4 separate regions of the Mus musculus genome follow, and regions 1, 2 and 3 are each linked to region 4. The links are chromatin contacts, called in public HiChIP or PLAC-seq and promoter capture Hi-C maps. All regions are on one chromosome and are shown on one strand. Each heading gives the region's core, a stretch centred on a gene start, on an enhancer-like site or on the middle of the called end of the contact. The rest is flanking DNA. Distances are from core to core; before and after follow the strand shown.

What was found. Promoter capture Hi-C pulls out the DNA fragments that hold promoters and counts their contacts. HiChIP or PLAC-seq counts read pairs in DNA pulled down with a chosen protein or histone mark.
Region 1: a contact with region 4 is called in an H3K4me3 HiChIP or PLAC-seq map of bone marrow-derived macrophages, with 3 times the contacts expected there. The contact joins the enhancer-like site here to the promoter of Pign in region 4. A contact is called at or near these places in 3 of 39 promoter capture datasets (the 3T3-L1 cell line, 3T3-L1-derived adipocytes and the HPC-7 cell line), 2 of 115 datasets of contacts at active chromatin or transcription factors (the 230-238 cell line and bone marrow-derived macrophages) and 2 of 9 other capture datasets (adipose tissue and liver).
Region 2: a contact with region 4 is called in an H3K4me3 HiChIP or PLAC-seq map of neural tube, with 7 times the contacts expected there. The contact joins the enhancer-like site here to the promoter of Pign in region 4. A contact is called at or near these places in 23 of 39 promoter capture datasets (the 3T3-L1 cell line, 3T3-L1-derived adipocytes, the C10 cell line and 13 more), 1 of 484 Hi-C or Micro-C datasets (the HPC-7 cell line), 23 of 115 datasets of contacts at active chromatin or transcription factors (the 230-238 cell line, T-cell acute lymphoblastic leukemia, bone marrow-derived macrophages and 13 more) and 2 of 9 other capture datasets (adipose tissue and liver).
Region 3: a promoter capture Hi-C map of pre-B cells shows a contact between it and region 4, with 2.8 times the contacts expected there. The contact joins the enhancer-like site here to the promoter of Pign in region 4. A contact is called at or near these places in 2 of 39 promoter capture datasets (the HPC-7 cell line and pre-B cells), 2 of 115 datasets of contacts at active chromatin or transcription factors (the 230-238 cell line and large pre-B cells) and 2 of 9 other capture datasets (adipose tissue and liver).

What each region holds. Positions count from the first base shown.
Region 1 is chr1:106,619,363-106,622,062 of GRCm38.p6, reverse strand. All of the region lies in intron 1 of Bcl2 (B cell leukemia/lymphoma 2), which reads left to right. Among named protein-coding and RNA genes, the nearest start is that of Gm37053, 5.8 kb to the right of the region's middle. Within about 2 kb of position 1,287, at least 20 of the 459 cell types and tissues checked have an H3K27ac peak or open chromatin away from gene starts, as enhancers often do. A contact at or near this core is called in bone marrow-derived macrophages, where this site is marked.
Region 2 is chr1:104,992,671-104,995,370 of GRCm38.p6, reverse strand. Cdh20 (cadherin 20) reads right to left here. Exons shown (of 12, transcript NM_011800.5): 12 at 1-1,491. The coding sequence ends at 986. Among named protein-coding and RNA genes, the nearest start is that of Gm29012, 120 kb to the left of the region's middle. Within about 2 kb of position 1,295, at least 56 of the 459 cell types and tissues checked have an H3K27ac peak or open chromatin away from gene starts, as enhancers often do. A contact at or near this core is called in embryonic basal ganglia, neural tube and second pharyngeal arch cranial neural crest, where this site is marked.
Region 3 is chr1:106,514,380-106,517,079 of GRCm38.p6, reverse strand. No RefSeq gene overlaps it. Among named protein-coding and RNA genes, the nearest start is that of Gm41928, 7.9 kb to the left of the region's middle. Within about 2 kb of position 1,324, at least 85 of the 459 cell types and tissues checked have an H3K27ac peak or open chromatin away from gene starts, as enhancers often do. A contact at or near this core is called in the 230-238 cell line, the HPC-7 cell line and pre-B cells, where this site is marked.
Region 4 is chr1:105,662,279-105,664,978 of GRCm38.p6, reverse strand. Pign (phosphatidylinositol glycan anchor biosynthesis, class N) reads left to right here and starts at 1,303. Exons shown (of 31, transcript NM_013784.3): 1 at 1,303-1,479. It overlaps Relch (RAB11 binding and LisH domain, coiled-coil and HEAT repeat containing), which reads right to left and starts at 1,118. Exons shown (of 29, transcript NM_173187.4): 1 at 346-1,118. The coding sequence starts at 871.

The sequences.
Region 1 (2,700 bases), core at 38-2,537, 960 kb before region 4:
CATACCCAGCTCTACACTGAGAAGCCATCACTACCAAATGCTCCCATATTTTTTATTTCTGAAGAGTTAAGGATTTTTAGTATCCCAGAGCTGTGTTTATATTACTTTCTTGCCATGGTGTTCTAAGGTAGCTTAAATTTGAGACTCTATAACTTCATGTGCTTTACTTTGGGAACTTTTCCAAAAGTGTCTAAAGGCTATGGAAATGACTGTATGCCTATGTGTAGCTGGTCTTTTCTGCTTTGTGGATCCTACTTTATCCTAACTTTACTGCATCTGCCACCCCCACTTCAACCCCCATCACTAGATTGGAGACAAAAAATTATAACAGGGATGAGGGGGGATCCTTAATTATAATTTTTTTCTTCTTATTTATTCTTGAGCACAGCTACTGACAAACTGCAAACAACCCCACTGAATGACCAGCAAGCACCCACCCACCTAGGGGGCTCTTGCATTTATGCCCTCTGAAAAGTTTCTAGAATTCTAAATATCACACAACCACAAAAACTATCTGCTGCTGGCAAAACCACGCCTCTGTCAGAGCCCAAGAATCAGAGTCAGCTGATCTGGACAGTCTAAGGCAGTCCCTTATCCCCGTATCTAGGATTACAACCAAATCTCTTTTTTTAATGTTATTTCTGTGTTAAAGAAACCAAAATTCCAGAATTGTCAGTACAGCCTATGGCTTTTTCTCCTTTTCATCTCAGAACCAATGGGCAATAAGAAATTTGAGGCTTTGAGATGAGAGAGTCCAATCAGGGCTACTTACTTCATATAGGAACAAAGTCACATTTCTTCATGGGCATTAGACTCACCATGGCATCCCCAGTGTCTCAGTGGGTAATTGTGTGGGATGCCATGATATCAACTTTTGATTAAATTTGGCTTCAAATTTTATGTCTCTACTTTTTCTTCATTTGCTTCTTTTCCTTGCCCCCCCCCCCGCACCCCCCTCCCCCCCACCATTCCTTTACTTCAGGTGTAGATCTGTGGCATTTTCTTAAGAACTTCACTTGTTTGCACTGGGAAGGGACCAATACAATTAATCCAGTGTTTACCATTTTCTTGGAAATAAATACTTAAGTCAACATTTGAATTAAGCCTATTGCTTCTTGGTCTTTTGCTTAACATCAAGGAAGATAAACCTAGAACATAATACATAAAACCTGGAATTGATTCTAAAGGATGTGGATTGTCAGAGATCAACAGTTTCTTTAGTGGCTGAGGAGATGACTCAGTGGATAAAGCGCTTGCTTTGTAAGCATGGGGACCCAAATTTGAATTTTCAACAGTCACATGAAAGCCAGGTAGGTGACATCATGTTCAGTGCTGGATAGAGAAGGGAGGCCCCCCAGGGTTTGCTGGAACCAAAACGCTTCATTCCAAGACTGTGTGAAAGACCTGTCTCAAAAACAAAGACAGAGAAGGGAAGAGAAAGATACCTGAAGTCAGCCTCTGAAACCTGCACTTGTGCCTCCACATATGCGCATGTGCACACACAGAGAGAGGGGGAAAGGAGGGAGGAAGGGAGGGAGAAAGAGATTTTCAGAAATCAATTTGTTCAAGCCTTCATTTTACTGAAAGAAACCATTTCCTCCTTCCTTCCCACCCCCTCCACAGCCAGTGAGTAGGAAGCTGGGATGAATTAAAAAGATGGCCACTGTTTTCTTACCACATCACAGGCAGGAACAGTTAAACAGCCACTAGCTCTTGGCTGGTTGTCCAGTCACTTGGAAGTGATGGTTGCTGTGCCTGAAATCATTGTGACATTTTGGGAAAACCACAAAATCTTTGTATGTTGTTTTTATTTTTCTCTTTTACCATATATGGTAATACTACTTATAGAGTCATTTAAGTGGTTTATGATGATCCAGTTTTTTCCTTTTAAATGAGATGGGGTGGTGTGTGTGTGTGTGTGTGTCTCTGTGTGTGTGTGTCTATGTGTGCATGCATATGTATGTGAGGGGTATGTGTACATGTGTGTGTGTGTGTGTGTGTGTGTGTGTGTGTGTGTGTGTCAGAGGGTAGAAGTGTGTGTGTGTCTGTGTGTCTGTGTTTGTATGCATGTGTATGTGAGGAGTAGGTGTACATGTGTATGTGTGTGTGTCAGAGAGTAGGTGTGTGTGTGTGTGTGTGTGTGTGTACATGTAGTGGTGGTGGTGGATGCATGTGTCCATTAAGAGACCTGAGGTTGAGAGTTGGTTCTTTCTGTAACACTTTCAGCCTTCTTGTCTTTTTTTCTCCTTCCTTCTTTTTTTTCTATTTGAGACAGTCTCTAACTGAACCTGGAATTCTATGTTTAGGTAGTCTTGCCTGGCCACCAAATCCTTGAGATCCACCTGTTTGTGTCCACCCCCTGACCCCTACCTCATATCCTAAGCACTGGATCACACTGTTCCTGGTTTTACATGTGTTCTGGGATCAGAAGTAAAGATTTCGTGCTTGCATAGCAAGCGTGTTATCCACTGAGTGATCTTCCTAACCCCTCTACTTTCCTTCTCTCCCAAAGGAGAATCTCCTCTCCTCTTCTCCCCTCCCCTCTTTTCCCCTCTTCTCTCCTTTCCTCTTCTTTTTCTTTCCTTTCTATATTTCCCCTCCAGTTTAGGCTTCATCACCTTCCAGAGCTCCTCTCTGAAGACTGAAGCCAAGGAGGCTTATCTTCTGCCTTTAACTCCTTTGGAGTTGGTCATTTGAGCT
Region 2 (2,700 bases), core at 46-2,545, 670 kb after region 4:
TACTCTTACATCCATTTCTTCTCTATAATACTGATTTTGTTCAAGTAGGTTATCTACAGTATGTAAACATCCCTTGGATTGACTTTACACAGATTAGGAAAGCCCTCTAACCCATGCTTTTATCAGATACTTCTTATTTGGCTTTCTTTTGTTGCATCTGATCTCCACATTTGGCACTCAGAAGAGACATCTACAGTGCACGAGGCAGCTTTTCTGCTTTCCTTCTGGCTTTTACGAAGGCATAAAAAGCTGTCAGGAGAACACCGCACACTAACGTGTTGATGCTGGATCAGCTACAATGCGAACTCTCTGTTCAGCTCTTACATGAGAGCACACGTCAATGTCAATGTCTCTTCCTTCTCCCACCCTCCCCAACCATTCCCCATGCAAGGCCGGGAAAGTCTAAACCTTGTCTCAAAAGAGTTAAATAATGTACCACCCACCTTAGAACAAGTAAGATGATTTCACTGAGGAATAATTTTTCAGTGGTGTGTGTGTGTGTGTGTGTGTGTGTGTGTGTGTGTGTGTGTGTGTGTTGGTTTCTGCAGATCTGACGATGCAGAAAAACTAGAGTAGGACTTGCTCCCTGCCTCCACTCCCGCCCTCACCTACTATCTGTGTAGTTAACACTGGCACCTTTTCTTGGTGGTAAAGTGACAAAAGCCTTGGTGAATAGGAAAAAACAAAGGAATAAAGAAACAAACAAAAAGAGCCAAGCTTTAATAATTCAAACCTGTGAATACAGTGTCAAAAAAAGAAATTAAAATGGTAATTGGAGATTCTGCCCTCTTCTCCTGGGTTTCCTTCTGATTATTTAGCTTAGTCTAACCAAGTAAAGCTGATCCAGAGAGAGCTCTGCTGGGTCCACTCACTCCCATCCTCACTGTCCAGCACAATATTGCTCCTGGGGTGGCCGCGCCTCGGGCATGAGAAGCAGCCTTTGAGAACGTCTGGATTTGGGTGCCCCTTTGCCTCCGGGCTTCTGTCACCACAAGGGCGCGGGCCCCTCGGACGCCCCGTAGAGTTCTGCCAGTTTTCGGAAGCGGGGTCCCCAGTCCGTGAGGAAATCAAAGCTCTGCTCTGAGTCCGAGGTGGCTGACTGCAGGGAGCTGAGCGAGCCGGCCACAGAGCCGTCCCCTTCAAACATGTAGGTCTGCAGGGAGTCGAAGGGCGGGGCCCACAGGTCCATGTCGGCCTCGTAGAGCTTGGCCAGCACGTAGCTGTGGACCGTGCTGCTGACCGCGCAGGTCTGAGGCACGTAGCGGGACAGGCTCTCGATCTCGGGGAGCATGTCCTGGCGCGTCTTGGGGGCGGCGCCTGCCTGCGCCTCGCGCGGGTTCCACATGGCTGCGATGTCGAAGGCCTCTGTGTCCTCTTCGCCGCCCCCCTCGTCGTCGTAGCGCACAATGTTCTCGTGGATGTTCTCATCGTCGTCGATGATGTAGGGTTGTTTGCGATGTCGCCTCATGGACAGGATGAGCAGCACCAACACTGACGGGAACACAAAGGACGAGATGTGTCAGTCTCAAGAAACAGTTTATTAAGCAAGGGGGCAAAGAAGGGCTCAGAGTGGCACCCAGGTCAGCTTTGGTAATTCAAACGTTAGTGAGTTTAGTTCAGGTCTGCCTGATCCTCGCTGTGATTTGTTATATTTAAGAGCTCTTGGGGTAAAGAAGGCGTTATATTTCTTAGACTCCTAAGAAACTACATAGTCTCATAGAAACTTGCTGCTTTAAAATTGTGTGTAGACACACAATGAACCGTTATGAAATTCCACTAAGACGACACAAAGCACAGCGGCCTGCTGTAGAAGCTATGCTATGGATCAGATCATGCACTCTTATACAGTAATGAGTTTCATATACATTTGCTATAATCTAAAAATCTCATTAGGTGAGATTCTGCTTTTTTGCTTTAGCATTGTAATAGGATTCTACTATAGATACAACCATACATCCACAAATAATGAATGCAGATATTTACGCTAAGTATGAGCTACAGAAATCTGTCTTTTATGCCTCCTTCAAAAACTAAGAGCATTGTGGGAAGGAGCTTATCAGACTCTAAACCTAACCAAGGAGCTATGGACAGTTAATAGTTTCTGGAGTTCTCTTCAAGGGCTTGGCTCTTGGTAGGGCAACCTCTTTTTCCTTGGATAGCTCCATACTCAGGAGTACTGGGTGCTCAAATTGGAGTATTTATTTATTTATTTATTTGAAAAAGGACACAAACTTGAGGATGTGGGTAGATCTAGAAAGAGTTTAAGATACACTTTATGAATTCTAAAAAAAAAAAAAAAAAAAAAGAAAAGAAAGAAAGAAAAAAAAGAACAGAAATACTTTTAAAAGCATAAGTGAATGACTTTAGGTCCAGTAACCCCAGATTCCTCAAAAAGACTTTTAGTTAGAGAGGTATTTGTAATTTTCTGAAGCCAGCGGTTTTCATGGGAGGGAAGGACTGAGCAGTGACATTTTATATAGTTCAGTCTGTTACCAAAGAAGTGGCACATTGTTAGCTGTGCCCTTGAAGGTTTGGATAAAATTTTATCCCAACAAATGTGTGTGTGTGTGTTTTGGGGGGAGTAGGTGTGTTCACTGGGGTTTAAAGGAGATATAGAGATAATCCCATTGAACTATTTATCTTTGTAACTGAAAACATTTTTCCAGGAAGTGTGTTGAGGGTTCAGCTATAGAACTGCTA
Region 3 (2,700 bases), core at 75-2,574, 850 kb before region 4:
GCTCGAATGCATTTAACAATTGCAAAGGGGCTGAACAACTGCTCAGTGGTAGAGCTTTTGCCTAACATGGACAAGGCCATGAGTTTCATTCCTAGCACCCGCCTCCTTCAAATCATAGGATTAAGAATTCTTCAAAGGTCTATTTTTCATGATGACTTCTTTGACAACTTTTTAATTGACTTATTTATTTAAAAATTGTAAATTGTCTGTGTGTGTGTGTGTGTGTGTGTGTGTGTGTGTGTGTGAGAGAGAGAGAGAGAGAAAGAGAGAGAGAGAGAGAGAGAGAGTATAAAGGTATTTGTAGATGTATGCAGATGTCTACTGAGGCTAGAAGAGGGTGTCTGGTCTCATGTCTGTGGACTTGAGCTGGCTGTGAGGCCACCTGACATGGGTACTGGGAAGCTAACCTGAATCCTCTGGAAAAGCCACTGAGCCACCTCTTTAGCCCAGAATGACCTCCTGAGTGTTGCATCTTGTCATCTCCTGCCTCTCCTCTTCTGCTTTCTGTCTCCCCATCCTCCTCTTTTTCTTCCACTTCAAGTGTTAAATTCCTTCAAATTATTTATTCTGATTTCTATTTTGATTTTTAAAGGTACACTTTTGATAGATGGCTCATTTTACCTTTGAACTCATGATCCTCCCGTCCTCACCTCCTCATTGCCAGGACGTCCAGGTGTGTGCCACCCTACCCGGCCTTAAAATGTTTATTTGTATTGGTGTCCTTGATCACCTAACACCTTAAGCATGACTTCTGTGCTGTTTGCTAAACTAGTAACTGCCCTTCTGCTGGCTTTTAATAGACAGTGTCCAGCTATGAGATGCATCGTTTGGTCACCTAACTCCTCAGTTCAATGATAACTCACAGACCTGGGCCAAACTGATTGTCTTTGAGTGAACTTGACTGAGGTTCCAGCTTAGCTTCTGCCTCTATCAGTCTGGCCCCTGAACTAACTCCCCCCACCCCCATCTGTAAAGTGAAGAGATGCTCTCTTTGTGTCCTTACCAACTATGGGAGGCTACATTCTTGGCTTCAGGCCTTGAACCAGATGAGTGTAGCTCCTTCGTGAGTGCACCACTGACCTTCCTGCCTCAGGCTTAACTTTCCTTTAGGGGAAAGCTATGGTTAAGTTGGTGACCGCAGGCTGAGTGTCAGCCTCATCTGCAGATGGGGGACTTGGGGAGGGAAAGCTTACCTGATGGGTGACCACTAGATGATTTTCACTTCTGCGAAACAGATCTCTGCTGTTTCTTGGCCCAGAAGCCTGCCACATCTTAGAGTCACCGGTGTCATGAGCCGGTTGTGGAAAGTGGAAATGGGCAGGATGTGGTTTGAACTGACAAAACTGGAGCAAATCACTCATCTCTGGGGTTGGCATGGATACTGAGGGTGGGGGAGGCTGTGCAGGGATACTGACGGGGGGGGGAGGGGAGGTCTGTGCAGGGATACGGAGGGGGTGGCTATGCAGGAATACCAAGAGGTGAGAGAGGCTGTGCTTACTGTACAGCCAGCCAGCATTATAAGTCTAGGGCAGCCCAGCCACTCTGAACATACTGGGCTTGGAAGCTGGGCAGCGTTGAGCCTAACTAGTACTTAGATGGAAGGAAGTAACAAAGTAGGCTTCAGAGTCATAAGATTCTCAATATGTGACCTAAATCCCTGGCATGCTTCTTCTGTACTACCAACAGAACCCTAAACTCAGAAAGAACGTGGCCCTTGACAGCCAGGATCCATGTTGCCTTCATAATACTTCCCATAGCCTTGACTTGGACCTGTGTGTGTCCCAGGGTCATTTGAGGACCTTACCATATGTCTCCACAGTATGGCCTCTGGTTGGACTGTGGAGACAATCAACAAATAACAGGTAAATGAATAGTTAGTTCTAAGCAATGTAAACACCCCAAAAGTCTACTAGTGTGCATGTTGGTTTTTGTCAATCCGACATTAATCTAGACATCATTAGAAAGAAGGAACCGTGGGTGAGAAGATGCTTTCATCACCTTGGCCTGGAGGCAAGCCTGTGAGCCATTTTCCTAATTAATGATTGATGTGGGAGAGCCCAGCCTCGTAGGGGCAGTGTCACCCCTGTGCAGGTGGGTGTGAAACATAAGAGAGAGTGAGCCGAGCAAGCCATGGGAAACAAGCCAGTAAGCAATGTTCCTTCATGGCCTCTGCTTCGGTTCCTGATTCTAGGTTCTTACCTTGAGCTCCTGTGCCGAGTTCTCTTCATGATGGACCATCAGCCGGTTTCCTCCGAAAACTGCTTTTATTTGTGGTGTTTATCCCAGCAATAGAAACATAATTAAGAGAAGTAGGTTTAACAAAAATTCAAGTACTGAATTATCTGGGCTACCATGGGGTTTCAGGGGGATGGGAAGGTTCTGTCCTGCCTTCTTAAGCCTATTGGATGAAGAGCTTTCTGCCTGCCTTTCCTGGAGGGAGGAAGGCTGCTGTGACTTCAGGGCTTACATAACTAACTGCTGACTGACAGTGGTCCTCACTTCTGAGACCCACAGAAATGCCTGGGTGCATCATTTTACATCCCAGCCCCATTGTTGCTCTACCAGGATTGTCTTTGTTGTGCTTGTCATTGTCTGATGTCTTTGTTGAGAAGAATAGCTCAGACAAAGAACCATCACAGTGCCTCGCTGACTGGCTGGGTTTGCTGCATCTTGGGGAGGCTCCCTTCTGACAGACGTAGG
Region 4 (2,700 bases), core at 54-2,553:
ACAGCCTGGGGAAAAAAGGAAAACTGCCTAGAGAAAAATGCCCAGGCAATAAGGAAGCTTTCTAGAGTGCCATAATACTCAATAAACTGGAAACCCTGATGTTATAGGTCCCAACACCAACGGGGAGCCAGGAGCTGTACAACACCTGCCAAAGATCGGAAACCAATGCAAAGAAGAGCTACAGCAGGATCTTTCTGTTTGCAGTACACAGGACACCTCGCATCTCACTCAACATACTCTCCCTTCTCAAGACGACCCTAGACTCAGTACCCGCCCACAATCCCCTTCAGCTGCACTCCAACTCTAATCCCCCATCTGCAGGTGTGACAGGCGACGCCTACTTACTGAGCTGTCCTCCGCCCGACGTCGTACTCGGTTCCCGACCTCCAGCGCCTCCGACGATGGAGGCGCCAGGGATCCCGGGCGCCCCCATCCCTGGGGGGGTCCCACTCTGCCTCTCGAAGTTGCCAGGATTGGAGAAGTAATCGCGCAGTCGTGGTAGCTCGCGGCCGCTCTCCAACAGCTCGGTGTGCAGCTCCAGGGCGGTCAGCAAGTATTGATCGCGCAACAGCTGAGCGGCGATGGCATCGATTGACAATCGGGCAGGGGTCTCCCCGCTGCCCCCCGGAGCCGCCGGGGCGGCGGACATCTCCACAGCGAGCCCCGGCCGCGCGCTGCTTCCCAGGGCCATGGGGTCCTGTGGCGACAGGGAGCCTGCAGAACCAGGATCTAGGCCGACCCCGGCACCCAGCCGAAGTCCTGCCCGCCGGTCCTCGGTTGCCGCTACCTCGTCGTCGTCCTCATCCGAATCACTGAGGAAAGGATTTACTCCGCTACCACTGCCACCACCTCCGGGCGCCATCGCCGCCATCTTATTCTGTCAGGAATGTGGGTGCTTCCCTGCTTGGCCCGACAGGCCCTCAGCCTGAATCCCCGTTAGGTCCCGAGAGCCGCCGACCACCTAGGCAGCCCAGGCCGACCGCACCTCTCCTCACCTAGAGCCTAGGCCGGACTGGGAGGCAGGAGCCCGGTATGCAGCAGCACCTCCCGTCTCAGCCGCTGCTGCACCAGTAGCCGACTCTGCAGGCGTCTTCCTGGTCCCTAGTCTCGCGAGAACTGGCTTGGTCCCATCTTCGCCCCGCCCCGTCCCCGCCTCAGCCCCACCCACCTCTGGCCTTGGAGTGGCAAGATCGAAGGAACCGCTCCAGGCTCAAACATAAGACCCCGCCCACAAGCTCTCGAGGATTGGCTGGAGTTACAGGACCTGGCCAGAGAGTTATCGCGAGAGCAGCGAAGGCCTGGGGCAGGTTGGGGGCGTTCCCTGGAGCAGTAGAGGTGGAGGTCGCTGAGGGGTACGATTTGGCTGTGGTTTTTGAGGGTTGAAGGGAACCCTCCCGACATCTTTCACCGCCCTGGGTCCTGCCTTCGTTCTGAGGAGGTCCCGTTCCCAAGACTGGGCCTGAGCCGGATAGTTCTCAGGTAAAGTCCCGGGACCCTTGCACTTAAGGTGTTCCCACGCCCGCTTCTCCCTTCACGCTTCAGTTTTTTGTCGCTGTTTGCTGTCACCGCCCAGATAGCAAGTGCTCTGAGCAGCGGTCAGAATCTGGCTTCTTTGCTCTTCCCTAGTTTCCCAGCCATCTGCTCTCTCCCCTGGAGATCTGGCGACGGCATGGCCTCCTTGTGGTTAAGGAGGGCGCCTTCCCGCCCCCTCCGTCCGGGAATAGGACTTAGAAAGCTGAAGGGTGCAGATAGAGCCTGGACGGAAGTTGCAACATTTGAGTTTCGAGATGCCTTTACACTCATCTGTGAACAGCCTGGTCTTGGACGACAAACTAAGTAATATGTAAACCCATGGAAATTAACATACACTTTACATCAAAGGAACTTTTCAAACTATCAGCGCTATCTCTTCAGTACAACTAAGTTGTCTGGGCCGCTTCAGTGGCCTGGTCATGTCCACTGCACTAGGACACATTCGTTGGAACAAGTATCACCTATCTTTTGTCCAAAACCATTCTTTTCCACAATCCCCTGAAACCTTGCTAAGTCCATTTAGGCTAGAATCGAGGTTTTCTTTATGGATCAATCAAATTTTAGCGATTTAAAAAATTGTACTCTGTAGAGAGATTTGATGGCCTTTATGAAACATTTAGCACATAACTATACTCGTAGGTTTGGAATATCATTTATCCTTTATGCTATTCCTTGATTGTAGTTTGAGGTGATAAGAAGTTTCCCTGTCGCTATTAGACTCCTAGCCCTCATATCTTCTATTTTGTTAAACATAGAATGCCACTTTTTCCTGGTTTTAGAATTAAGTTCTTATTAACACCAGGTCCTAACAGACAACAAAATAAATAGCCAACAGTGCTAACCATCTGCTCTGATATATATAATGAAGTATCTCCTTTATCTTTGTGGAAAATAAAAATAGAGCATTGTTATATGACCTCAGGTCTGGTTACCGGTTTACATGTAAAGTATCCCAGCAGTTAAGTGTAGGTTTTAATTTCAGTTTAATCAGTCTCACAGGAAACTAAAATTTCATTTGAATGAGGCTCTGAAATGCTTTCTTTGGTTGGTATTACTATATAGTTATTATTTGGGCTTTTTAACAGGAGCTTTTAAAGTATGTTACATGTGATATGAAGGTGGGAGGGGGAATACTGGAGGTTGGGGTGGGTGGTTTAAATGAGCATA